Regions from separate parts of the Sus scrofa genome. Here region 1 is linked to region 2. A link is a contact called in public promoter capture Hi-C data. All regions are on one chromosome and are shown on one strand. Each heading gives the region's core, a stretch centred on a gene start, on an enhancer-like site or on the middle of the called end of the contact. The rest is flanking DNA. Distances are from core to core; before and after follow the strand shown. Region 1 holds the start of SUB1 (activated RNA polymerase II transcriptional coactivator p15). Region 2 holds the start of ZFR (zinc finger RNA-binding protein).

Region 1 (6,447 bases), core at 51-2,550, 100 kb after region 2:
TCCCAGGCCAGGGTCTAATCGGAGCTGTAGCCGCTGGCCTACTACGCCAGAGCCACAGCAACTTGGGATCCGAGCTGCCTCTGCGACCTACACCACAGCTCAGAGCAACGCTGGATCCTTTACTTACTGGGCGAGGCCAGGGATGGAACTGGCAACCTCATGGTTCCTAGTTGGATTCGTTAATCACTGAGCCATGACGGGAACTCCAATTTCATATTTTTAACAGTTCAATTTTCTCATTTTTCTTTTTGACTTTTTCAATTTTCTCATCGAAATGTATCTTTATGTATTGTAAAACGCACAGATATTAGGTGAAAATCTAACCACCACTCAGACCAAGATATATTCAGCATTCCAGCAGGTTCCTTCACTCTCACTCCAAGCGATACTCCCGAAAGGTAACCTAACCTAGATCCCCATGTATTATTCTTGCCTTTGTAGGAACATCATATAAAAGGAATTCTACACTTTTTTTTTTTCTTTTTAAAAATGGTCATCTAGCCTGACACTGCATGATTGGGAATGGGCTCGAGCTTTTTCAGTCTTCCTCAGTCCGTCCAGTGTGACTCCAGCAGTGCAGGGTTTGAGTCATGACACACTCCCTGTACAGCCTACAGCAGATGTCTTTCATCTTGTTGATCCTTGATGTCCTCATCTACAAAATGGAGAGAATAATCATTCATACTTTGGAAAGTGCTTGTTAGGATAAGTAATATTTAAGTGCCTCATTGCAGTGTCTGGAACATAGGTGTTTGATAAATGTGTGTAGAATAAATATATGTACATACATGTACATATATGAGCTTATATTTATTCTTGGCTTATATATATATATATATTCTTGGCCATAGTAGGCATTCATTAAATATTCATTCAAATAATCTATTGGCCGTGTTCCTGCTTGTAGTATGGATTTCTCTTGCCTTCTGTGAACTACCATACACCTCCAGGATTCAGTTTAGGTATTAAGGATGTGTATGTGACCGAAGAGGTCTGCAAAGTTTTTTTTTTTTTTTTCCTTTCCCCACTTTCTGGAATTAAATGCTGTGAGTTTGGCTTCTTCCCTTTGAATTTTACCAGCCAGGGTCATGTATGGACATTTCATTTTAATACAAGAAAACATTTATTAAACAAATGCAAAGCTCGGTGCTTGTCATTCTTGTTTTATTCATTCCCTCGTTCCCTCACAGGTCTGATCCAGTCTTGGCTGCATCTCACTTTTAACGGCATCGGTTCAGGACCAGGGGAGGTCCCTTTAAAGCCCTGGAAAGGGTCTCGGTGTTGGTTTCCGCGGGGAGGCCACGCCCCATCACGTGTCCGCGGTCCCAGCGGGGCGGGGCCGGAGACTCTTAGCTGCCGTCAGTTCCGGTTCTCTGTCAGTCGAGAGCAAGCGAGCCAGCAGGAGGTGGTTCGCCTACCCGAGCGGAGCGTGAGTACTCGGGTCCCGGTCCTCCTCCTTCGAAACCCCGACCTGGCCGACCCCCACCCCCTCAGCCCAACCGCTTACTACCTCCCCTCGTTCCCTCTCGTCCGCGACGGCAGCGGGAAATGGCGGCGGTGCCCGATCTCCAGCTTCTCCTCCTCCGCCTCCCCTGACCCTCTCTTCTGTACCCGACCCCGCGCCTCACGCGGTGCAGGCCCCTCGGCGCCTGGAGGTGGCACCCGGGGACAGCGGCCTGGGGCGGCTGGACACGGCCGGGCCGGGGCGAGGAGCCGCGGGGAGGGGGCCGGGGCGCCCCCGGGACAATGCGGCGGCCTGGGCTCGGGCGGGGGCGCGTGCGGGGCCTGCGCTTGCCCTAGGCCTCTCTGGTGCCCCCACCCCTGCCCCCAGGATTGGGGGGGCCCTCCAGGGGTGAGGGAGAGTGGGCCAGGGCGGAGGAGAACCCAGGGGGCGGCAGTAGAGACTGGGGTGGCAGGGGACGGCTGGTTTGCTGGGGGGTAGCGAGCGCTTCGAGAGAAGAAAATGGCGCTTGGTGCAAGTCCCTCCTCTTCCCACACCGTCTCCTCCGCATTTCGCTGCTTCCCACGCCCCCTCCGACCAACCTGCCTCCCCTCGCCCAAGTCGTTGCCTGTCCCGAGGTTCTTGGTCTTGTGAGACCCCCCCTTCTCCGTTTTAGTGTTTATCACCCTCGTGTTGTACCGAATTCGTCTGTCCTTTGGTCCTAGTTTATTTTCACCTCGTCTTTTCTAATGCTCCCTCCCCCATGCCTTCATCAAAGATAGAAGATTGATTTTTAGGTTGTGTTTTGTGTATGTTCTATACCGGCGCTTTTCGTATCATTTTTGCCTTCAGGAGGAGCCTGCCCCGCCCCCTTTTTTACCTCGAACAGTAAAGGCTTATTCAGTAAAAATTAAAATGTATTTTGTTAGAAGTTCAAAGAGGCTGGCTTTAGTTACCATTGCCTTCTCTTCGTGTCGGATGGACTGACTTGGGTTAGACACGAGGTGGTTCTTTGAAATGGTCTTAGGCCCCCAGGTACCTTTAACGAACAGATGGTATAGTTATGCTTGACCGTTTTAAAGTGAAATATAGATTATGTTCAATTTAATTACCTTAAAAAATGTTTCTTGGGCATTAATCGCAACTAGCATAAAAAACAACAAGATTGATTTTGGAGATTAGGTTGTAAAGTGGGGCACTAACAGGACTCATGTATACAACGTGGTTTTATGAATGTTGCTGCTCCCTTCTGAATTTACTCCTCCTGTCATCAAGAAATTGCCAGTTAAAAGCAGTAAGGCTGAGTTGGGCATAGTTTGAGCTTCTTGAATTTAGTGCTGGCCGGGGATGGCCCATTTCTTTTACCTTGACCTCCTATTGTGCGGCACATTCAGTGCCAGTGCAAATGCAAGTTTAGTCGAGAGCTGCGTTATTTGTGATCTTTCATCCAGCAACCATTTACAGTATGTGTTGTGTACATTGGGCCCTTTATGGCACACAAAAATTAATAAGACTCAGGCTTTTCAGAGATGGAGAGAACAAAAGATACTCGTTTTGAAAGTAAGCATTTTACCACTTTTTTTTTTTTTTTTTTGGTCTTTTTGCCTGTTCTTGAGTCACTCCCGCGGCATATGGAGGTTCCCAGGTCTGGGGTGTAATCAGAGCTGTAGCCACCGGCCTACGGCCTAGGCAAGAGCACAGCATGGAGGGATCCGAGCTGCGTCTACGACCCACACCTCAGCTCACGGCAACGCCGGATCCTTAGCCCACTGAGCAAGACCAGGGATCGAACCCAAAACCTCATGGTTCCTAGTAGGATTCGTTAACCACTGAGCCATGACGGGAACTCCAGCATTTTACCACTTTTGTAATAGTGCTTTGGAAAGAGGTACAGCAAGCCTTGGAATTGCTTGAAATTTGGGAAACATAAAGGAAGAAGACTGTGCCTTGCTCTCAGGCATGTGAAAGCAAGGCACTGATTTATGTACCTCTGTCTGGGGGGCCTTGGGAACTAGGGTCATAGTAGGAATTTGAGGCAAGGTTTTGCCCCTCTGATTAGCAGAGTCTTCAAATTTTAGTCATACTCCAGAGTAGAAAGTCAGTATAAAATGTAATGAACTGTGAATTATGTACAACTCTGAATCAGTACTTGCTCTTTTGATGGCATGGTCAAAAAGCCCCCCCCAAATTAATATATACAAAATATGAAAAATAGGATCATAATGGTAAAAATTTAACTAGATATCGACATCTGTACAGTACAGTTCGCCATGCTGTTGGTATGTTGGAGTCCCACAGTGAATGATCATACACTTAGTCTCATCAATGGGAAGTATAAAGCAGTACTGAAAATTACTATTCATGTATATTCCTGGTTTTAGCAGGGATTGCTGTCAGCTGCCTTCTTGCAATTTACCCTATCCATAAACATCTAACCCTGCTAAAATGAAGTATAAAAAGACCCGCTGGCTTTGGGAAAGAGAGAGGTGTAGGAGTATGAGATGTACATGACATTTAGTTCTTCTTGCTGTATACAGAGCACTTCACTCTGCCATGTTATTTTCAACTTGGAAGAACATAACTTCTAGCATTGTCCTCAGTGTAACAATTCCAGTACCACAAAATGGTAGAATGAATTTTGGAGCATCTGGAATCTAATTGGGGGAGAGTTATGTTGAAGGTAATGGAACAATTTGTAAATTACTTACATAATGTATTTTCCTTTCAGAATGCCGAAGTCAAAGGAACTTGTTTCTTCAAGCTCTTCTGGCAGCGATTCTGACAGTGAAGTTGACAAAAAGGTGACTATACCTCTACCATGTCACTTTTGTGATAATTAATTCAGCAGTATTGCTCACCTCCAGTTCTGAAGAACTGCAAAGCATGTTAGAGTCTTAAAACCGAGTGCCTGGATAGGTGTTTCTGAAAGAGCAGGTGGCTCCTGGATCGTTTGACTAAAGTGCCTAGGGTTTTTAATCATACACACATGCCAAGCCCCTAGGTCAGACCTGCGCATGTCTTCTGACTTTAACAAGTCTCCTGCTGAGGTTTTTAGGAGCCCTAAAGCTGCAGGACCACTGCCTTAGACCCTGGAGGAAAAGCGCTAGAATTAGGCCAAAGCCATTACTTGCCATTATCTAGTAGTCTGCCTAGTCTCTAGGTATTCTGTGTAGTAGTTGAGCCAAATTATCTGAACTCCTGGAAAGCAGATGTCAGTTTGATAGGCTTCTCAGCCTTGATGTTTATTCTGCCTCCGGGGATTACATAAAATGGAGGCTTGGTACATTTTAAATTAGAATGTTATTTACTCTGGTCTCCTCCTTTTAGTTAGATCAGCACTCAGCAAAGCTAACATGAAATTACCCATTTTGATAGACTAGGCTTTTTCTGCATTAGATAACAGATATGCTATAAACTTAACTGTGCATCTGCTTAACTGAGCATCTCACTGTCCTTTATCTCCTTGAAGCTTACACAGTTGTGTCCCTGAGCTCAGTTAGCAGTGTTAGAAGAAAAGAGAGCTTATATGAGAATCTTGGAGGAGATGGACTTTTTATAGGAAAATAAAGTATCACGTGGAAGGTTGAAAAGCTTCAAAGAATATGCAGTTATATTTGAGGAGGAAATGTCAGAGTTTAAAATTTTCTTACAGTATAACATTTGAATACATTCATTTAACAAATTTTTCTGGAGCTTTTATGTGCCAATTGTGTGCCGGTCCACAGGGACTATCCAAAGCCTCATACTGCTTATTGCGCTAATTTTTGCTATTTATCTTAAATAGTACTATTAATCTTTTAAGCACTTACATTAAATCGCTTTTCCAATTTGTGGACATAAATATGCATTATATTTTACCTAACTTTAATTTGGTGGAACATTTAATAGTTTATACCTTCCACTAAGGATCATGACTGCCCTCTACTGTTTAGATTTGGAACTACTGGATTTCATGGACTGATGTCTCATTTTGGGAATGAGGCTATGTAAAAAGCTTTTATAGTAATGCTGCTTTCAAAACAATGTTTTGATTTTGAGTGCTAGTCTAACATAGTGCTTTCCATCATAAGCGATTTTTTTTTTTTTGTGATGAGTTGTTCACCTCCGGTACCCAGTACGAAGTGACATTCTTAGCTGTGCCTACTATCAACTCCTTAAGCCAATTTCAGTCCCTTTTGGAATGGGCAGATGTAAATAATCATAAGTTAGTTCATTTGTCCTAATTAGTATATTTTCTTTGTAAAAATAAATAACTGAGTAGTTTAGTAGACTTGTGGTTTCCAAAAGTTTATTCAGAGGCAGAAGGCCCCTCTATTTTTTCCACCAAAGAAATCTTATGTGAGATCACATTCTATGGAATAACTGTTTCTCTGGTCACTACTAATGTCTGAAGTATCTTTTCGGTTTCTGAAAACACAGTTTGAAAATACTATACTTGATAGGTTAGTTTCATAGTTCTGTTGTCAAGTGAAACTTGCCTATGTATGTATTTATGCTTTTTTTCTTAATAAATACAGTTTTTTTTTAATCTTTCAAGTGTTGAAAAGTAATGGAGTCTTTTGAACCTGAGATGTGTCTTGTTCTTAGGCAAATTTTAATCATATTAACCATGTTTTTGTTTCAAGTTAAAGAGGAAAAAGCAAGTTGCTCCAGAAAAACCTGTAAAGAAGCAAAAGACTGGTGAAACTTCAAGAGCACTGTCGTCCTCCAAGCAGAGCAGCAGCAGCAGAGATGATAACATGTTTCAGGTTAGCTGGTTATTTCCTTAGATCCAGAGGAATTATTATTTGCCTTGGTCTGAAGGATGTTAAAAGTACCTTTTTTCCTTTGATTGTTATTTCTCCAATACTTAAAAAAAAATTTTTAAAGTACCTTAATCTGATAACATATAATAATCTTTTATGTATGTTATAGTCCTCTCGACTGAGGCTATTTGTTGAAATGTAAGAACAAGTTTGTAGAAATGAAAGCAATTTACATGATGTAGTTAAGAGAAATACAAAAAA
Region 2 (7,006 bases), core at 3,064-5,563:
GACGCAAAAAACTGATTTGATCCTATGAAAATATTAATTAGAAAGTTTTTTCCACTGAGAATAACCTTTCTCACATACTTTGCTACCCTAAGTCCTACATCTGTAAAGCAGTTTTTTCCAAGATCATAATATTACTGTCTACAAGTTTTTTGTTTTTGTTTTTTGTCTTTTTAGGGGCACACCTGCGGCACATGGAGGGTCCCAGGCCAGGGGTAGAATTGGAGCTGCAGCCACTGGCCTACGCCACCACTCATGGTAACACCAGATCCTTAACCCACTGAGAAAGGCCAGGGATAGAACCTGCATCCTCATGGATGCTAGTTGGGTTCGTTAACCGCTGAGCCACAACAGGAACTCCTGTCTACAAGTTTTTAAGAATATTTTCTTCAACAAAAAAAAGGTACTCTAACTGAAGTAGGTACCTACCCAAGTTCCTTTTGTCCCATGAAGCTATTCCTATTTTTTCCATTATTCTAGAGATCTGCTTTGTCCTATGCACTCCAAATTAACATCCTACTAGAAACATATAAACATAATAATACTTGAAAATCTCTTTTTTTTTTTTTTTTTTTTGCTGTGGCATGTGGAAGTTCCCAGGCTAAGGGTCAAATCAGAGCTGCAGCTGCTGGCCTACGCCACAGACACAGCAATGCAGGATCCAAGCAAGTCATATCTGTGACCTACACCACAGCTCAAGGTAACACCAGATCCTTAACCCACTGAATGAGGCCAGGAATCAAACCTGCGTCCTCATGGATACTAGTAGGTCTTGTTTCTGCTGCACCAAAACCAGAACTCCACTAGCCGGGTTCTTAACCCGCTGAGCCACAATGGGAACTCCTGAAAATCTCTTTTAATTTCATTTCCAAGGGGGTAAAAAAAAAACACATGAAAGGTAAGAAAAAATGAAAAGATTACATTTGCAAAAGTGGCAAATGGCACAATATGTTTATTTACTAGCCTTGGAAAAATACAGAAAGCAGGAAGAAAAACATTCAATAGTTGATGGAACGTGCAGCACAAGGATTGAGCAAATGCTTACCACAAAAATATTTAATATGCATCATACAAAGGAAAAGCTTGATTTATCTAAGTTATTAGCAGCAGAACTTATAAGAGATCTTTATAACACCTCTTAAAGAACTGATATTTAGTATGTCATTATAAATCTCAAATATTAACAACCAAAAAGAAGTCTGAATTTAAAATAAATTTAATCAAATACCTTACACAGCTCTAACCAAGAAAAATAAAATCCAGAATTAAATCGACTTAGTATATAGTTACTTTTAGTTATCTGTATTCAGTGACAGGTGAAGGAACTATTCACATAATCCACATATATATGTTTAAGATTTCCTTGAGTTTACAGCCTTCAAATTGAGAAAAAGAAATTTTTTTTCAAAGTCAGTCTTGGTCTTCCATGTCTAAAATCACATTTCAATGATTTCTAGACAGGAAGAAAGATCAGCATCATCAAACCATTTTTACATATGCTTTTATTATTAATGCTATTTGTTCATCTTCCTTGAGCCAAAGTATTAGCATTATTGGACGAGATTTCTTTCCATTAAAAGCAAACAATTTCCATATACTATGTTATAAACAAAGACAGAGACTCTTAACAATTAGTTTTGCCAATATATGCATAAATAAGTAATGTCAAAAGACTGGTCTTTTCTCATTAGACATACACATAACAAGCAACTTAATATTTTGAATTGCCATTACAGTTTACTGAAACTTTGCGATTCAAAGCTAAGGAGAAACTAGGCACAGAAAATCTGCAATAGCTTCTTATATTAGGATAAAATACATACATGCAAATATTTTATCAAAAAATGATTATCTTTAAATTGGCATTTCCTCCCCCTCATTTCTATCTATAGGACTACATTAGAAAAAATATTTCAGAACTGCCACAAAGAACAATCCTGTTGCATTTTCAGTAAACAGTAATCAAACAAATCTATCACTCTGCCCATAGTAACAGAAAAATACTGTGTAAAACAATTAAAATGTAAGTGGTTAAATACAGCCTCGTCTAGAACACACAATACTTAGTAGCCATAGATTTATGGTACAGATGCTGATTAGCTAGCTCTTGTTTCCCAGAAAATGGCTTTTTTCCTCTCTCTCCACAAAAATTATCAGCTTTTTATCAAAGTAGCTGAGACTGTGTTAGATGTTTAATTATCACAACTTGTAAGCAAAGGATTTTTTCATGTCTGAAAAGCCCCAAAATTTTGCCCCAATAATTTGTCATCTCAGTCCGTTTTCCGAAAATAAACTTCAAGGTAAAAGAGACTTGTAAAAAATGCCACATGTGTTCAAGGCATTCAACAATTAGTAAAATACCAAATTCATCAATAAAATACATATTTATATATTTTATCATCTCTTAAAAATCAATGGGGTCTTAAGCAGAGTCATATTTTAATCGGTAGTGTTTTTTAGGAACACGTAAAATAATGATACCCCTCCCTTACAATAAATGGCATCTTATAAATTCCATGAAATATGGCAACTCTACTCCTCAGAATTACAAGTTTTAGCCCCCCAAAACAGCCCAATTTACAGATGAGAAAAATGAAAGTCCAAATAAGAGATGTCCTCAAAATCATAAAATCAGGAGGAGAAAGACTGGAACCCAGGTCTTCAGGTTCCCAATGATAACCATTTCCATTGGATAGCTTGCCACCCCAAGTGAAGGAGATAAAACTATCTGGGTTTGACCAATAGCTAATTTACCTGGTACACACAGATATCTAATATAATAATCTCTCGATATAAAAAACTGATCACAGTACGCTTAAGGCCTGAGTCTAAAGAGACTGTCCCAGACTGACTCAAAAGTAACAATAACAACACAATCTAGTGTTTTTCTTACTCTTGTTAAGATATACAGCGAAATAGACACTTCAGAAATTAAAGCTTCCCTTAAGGTAGAGATTTCAGATGATGCATCTCACTAACTCAGCACCTCCCTTGCACTTTTCTTTTCCCCAGAGGGGAAAGACGCGTCAAGGGGAATTATTGGCCCACCTGGAGCCTAAACGCAATACCTAGAACAAGGCTGTGGACTCATTTATCAGCACTAGAAACTTCACACATCTTTTCCAGTCTACCAACCACCCAATTCACAGGTGGTTGGTACGTTTACCTCTCTCCTTGGAGGGAAAACTAAAGGAACCAAATGAATGAGGTGACACCCGCAGTTTGTTAGCGAGGGACGCCACGGAACGGAGGAGAAAGTACCCGAGAAAACAACACGTTATCTGGGCTCGGGGGCCCGTGCACCGGGCAAGGACCGGTGCGCGGGAGGCGGCGCGGAGGCGGCCGGCGGGCGGTGCGACTCGCACTCTTCCCGAGGCTCCCTCGCCCACCCTCTCCGTCCCCCAGCGGGTGGGGGCCCGGAGGTGGGGACCGGCCCGGCGGGGGCGGGGACTGGGGGGCCGCGGTCTCGGCTCCCTCCCGCTGCCCGCCGGGCGGGGGAGGCGGCTCGGCTCCGAGGCCGCGGGAGGCCATTTTAGCTGCGGGGCCGCCGAAGGCCCGGGCGGCCCTTCGGGGCCCGCAGCCTCGGCCCTCTCTCCCTCCCGCCCCACCGGGGCTGCCGCCGCCGCCGGCCGGGAGAGACCGCGGAGCTGGCCTGCCGCGGGCCGGGGCTCGGGGTCGGCGGGCGGGGCGGGCGCGGGGGCGTCGTGTCGGCGGGATCCGGGCGGAGGGGCGAACAGGGGAAGAGAAGGGAGAGGGCGGGGAGCCGTTACCTATACTGGGCCGCAGCCGCCGCCGCCGCCGCCCCGCTGTGGGTGAATCCAAAGTAGTTGCCGGTCGCCATTTTGGCATCTTCCCCCAGCCGGCTGGGCACTGCGGCGGGCACGGAGAGTCGGGTCCCATGGCGGGAGGAGAGGCGCGGAGGGGCAGAGACGCCGAGGGAGGGAAGGGGAGAGAGAGAGAGGCGCCGTGAGAAGCCGCCCTCGCCGGGCCGGGCCGCGGCCGCGCCGCCTCCCCCTCCCGCCTCGCACTCCCTCACTCACTCACACGCCCCGGTGGCGGCCGCCGCCTCCTCCCCGGAGCCTGCCCCAACCCCCGCGCCTCCCCGCCGCCCGGAGCCGGGGAAGGGGCCGGCCGGGGACCCCGGCGGGGCACATTATACTCACCATAGGTGAAAGAAACTACAGGGCATATGGGAATCATGGGCTCGGGCTGCTGCTGCTGAACTCTGAACTCTCACCCGCTGCCTCCCTCCTCTGCCCCGCTCCTCCTCAGCGGAGAACAGACCGCCGCCTCCCCCCGCACTGCGCAGGCGCTCCCGCGCACGGCACTCTGGGAGCTGTAGTCCCTAAAGCCTTCGCGGCTCCGCGGGCGCTAGCCGGGCCTCAGCCTAGGCTGGCTGAGTGCCCGCGGTGAAAGACGAAGGCGAGCCTCCCTGTGGGCCAGCCTTGGGGTAATCCGGGAGAGTGACCGGAGAGAGTGACGTCTACCAGTCTTTCCCTCTTACTTTAAACTTCTTTCACTTTTACGTGCGCATTTGTTCTCCACCTTTCGGTCTTCCCATGAACTTTCCATCATCAGGATTTGAGCTGAACTAATTTGGATCCTTCCTTATTTCTCGTATTCCCGCTTCTTGTCCTTAGCCTTTAAAATGGGGAAGGAGGAGTTCCCGCTGTGGCAAATCGGGATCGTTGGTGTCTCTGCAGCGCGAGTACGCAGGGTCGATCCCCGGCTGGTGTAGGGAGTTTAAAGGATGGCTTAGGTCGCGGCTTTTATCCGACCCCTCCTCCAGGAACGCCATGTGCGGCCAAAAAACAATGAAACAAATAAGTAAATAAGATGTGGAGTAGAAAAAGAGGAAAAGAAAGGCAAGTGTGCTCTTGCGTTGGACACCCCTCCCAACCACATCTCTTCCGTCCTTTTTTCTCCGGCTGGCACCCATTCCTAAAGTATGGAGCCCCCTAAGCATGGGACCCTGTTCTGGGTACTGGAGATGGAGCAGTGAGCAAAATAAAGTCCCTCTTGACACCGAATTTACCTTCTGGGGTAGGGAGAGGAGATTTAGACAATAGCCAAATAAATAATGAGTATGTCGTTGGTGATTGAAGCTTTAAGAATAAAGCAGGGTAAAGAAGATAGAGAGTGAGGAAGATGCTATTTTATGTGGAATGTGGTTAGGACAGCCATCAAGTAGAACCCTGAAGGAAGCGAAGGAAGAAATCTGGTCAATGGTTGGGGGAAAGACAGCAAAATGGAGGGTCCTAAGGCAGGGGTGCTCAAGAGCAGCAAGGAAATTGGTCTGATGGAGTTGAGGACAAGGAGTCTGGATCATGGAAGTCCTTCATGAGAGTGCCAAATCTTTCTGGAGTTCCTGTTGTGGCTCAGCATGTGGCTGAGCTAGTATCTATGAGGACGCGGGTTGGCTCCCTAGCCTTGCTCAGTGGGTTAGGGATCCAGCCTCGCAGTGAACTGTGGTGTAGATTGCAGATGAAGCTTGGATCCCACGTTGCTGTGGCTGTGGTGTAGGCTGGAAGCTGCAACTCTGATTGGACCCCTAGCCTGGGAACTTCCACATGCTGCGGGTGCCTCCCTGAAAAGACAAAAAAGAAAGAGTGCCAAATCTTTTATTGTAGGAATGGAATGATATTCTCTCCCATGCAAGCATGTGTCTATTCCCTCTACTTTCTCGCTGTTTTCTCTTTACTTTCCCTATGCATTTACAACCCTTCTTTTTCCTCTTGCAATCCCTCACTCTGATTGACTGTTTCTCCCCCAACCTCTTTCCTGCCTCCCATCAATGCCCAAGTGCTCCATTTCACCTCTTCCTTGCCCTATCCATGCCCATCACCCCAGCGCCTCTGCTATTCACCTGAGCATTTTAAGAAACGCAAAATGGCGTTCTCTTGTGGGCCAGTGAGTTAAGGATCCAGGATTGTCACCGCAGCAGCTTGGATTTGCTGCTGTGGTATAGGCTGTATCCCTAGGCGGGGAACTTCCATGTACCCCGGGCCTAGCAAAAAAAAAAAAAAAAAAAAAAAAAAATCCACAGCTCTCACTCACGAAGTTTAGAGCCTTATCCCACCTTCTTATGACAGAAGAGAAAAATACCTCAATTCTTTTTTGTTGTTTTGTGTTTTGTTTTGTCTTTCTAGGCCCACACCCATGGCATATGGAGGTTCCCAGGACATGGGTTGAATCAGTGCTGCAGCTGCCAGCCTGCACCACAGCTCACAGCAACTCCAGATCCTTAGTTCACTGAGGGAGGCAAGGGATCAATCTCTTGTCCTCATGGATACTAGTCAGATTTGTTTCCGCTGAGCCACAATGGGAACTCCAACAATACCTCAATTCTTATTTGTACCAATCCTGCTCCCCCATACCTCATGCAAAGGTACAGTTCTAAGGTCCCATCTAAATTATCCTTATTCATTTCAAAAAAGAGGAAGTGTAGAATTTTTGAGAAAAATCCATGTCATTGTTTTTGAGAACACTGATGTTTCCCAGGGCAAAACTTATTTGTGCTCCAAGTGTGTTGCTAGGAAAAAATATCTCCTACACATAGGGCCTTAGAACTGCATTTTATTTATTTTATTTTATTTTTATTTTTTTGTCTTTTTTTGCTATTTCTTGGGCCACTCCCACGGCATATGGAGGTTCCCAGGCTAGGGGTCGAATCAGAGCTGTAGCCACCGGCCTACACCAGAGCCACAGCCACCGGCCTACACCAGAGCCACAGCAACGCTGGATCCGAGCTGAGTCTGCAACCTACACCACAGCTCACGACAACGCCGGATCGTTAACCCACTGAACAAGGGCAGGGATCGAACCCGCAACCTCATGGTTCCTAGTCGGATTTGTTAACCGCTGCGCCACAACGGGAACTCCTAGAACTGCATTTTAAAGGTAATTTGCTTTGAGCTTCATGGATCAAGCCTTGGAGGCACTGACTGTAATTGTTTTGATAAATTGGCACTGTTACTAGGCTGTTTGAATAAGACTGGAGGAGACAAGA

What was found. Promoter capture Hi-C pulls out the DNA fragments that hold promoters and counts their contacts.
Region 1: a contact with region 2 is called in a promoter capture Hi-C map of fetal liver, with 3 times the contacts expected there. The contact joins the promoter of SUB1 here to the promoter of ZFR in region 2. A contact is called at or near these places in 3 of 5 promoter capture datasets (fetal liver, fetal skeletal muscle and liver), 2 of 47 Hi-C or Micro-C datasets (fibroblasts and heart right ventricle) and 2 of 2 datasets of contacts at active chromatin or transcription factors (alveolar macrophages and skeletal muscle).

Annotation. Positions count from the first base shown.
Region 1 is chr16:18,757,586-18,764,032 of Sscrofa11.1, forward strand. It overlaps SUB1 (activated RNA polymerase II transcriptional coactivator p15), which reads left to right and starts at 1,301. Exons shown (of 5, transcript XM_021076608.1): 1 at 1,301-1,429; 2 at 4,170-4,242; 3 at 6,067-6,189. The coding sequence starts at 4,171.
Region 2 is chr16:18,652,028-18,659,033 of Sscrofa11.1, forward strand. It overlaps ZFR (zinc finger RNA-binding protein), which reads right to left and starts at 4,314. Exons shown (of 20, transcript XM_021076978.1): 1 at 4,161-4,314; 2 at 3,768-3,867. The coding sequence starts at 4,197. LOC110257314 (a long non-coding RNA gene) reads right to left here and starts at 3,706. Exons shown (of 2, transcript XR_002339766.1): 1 at 1-3,706.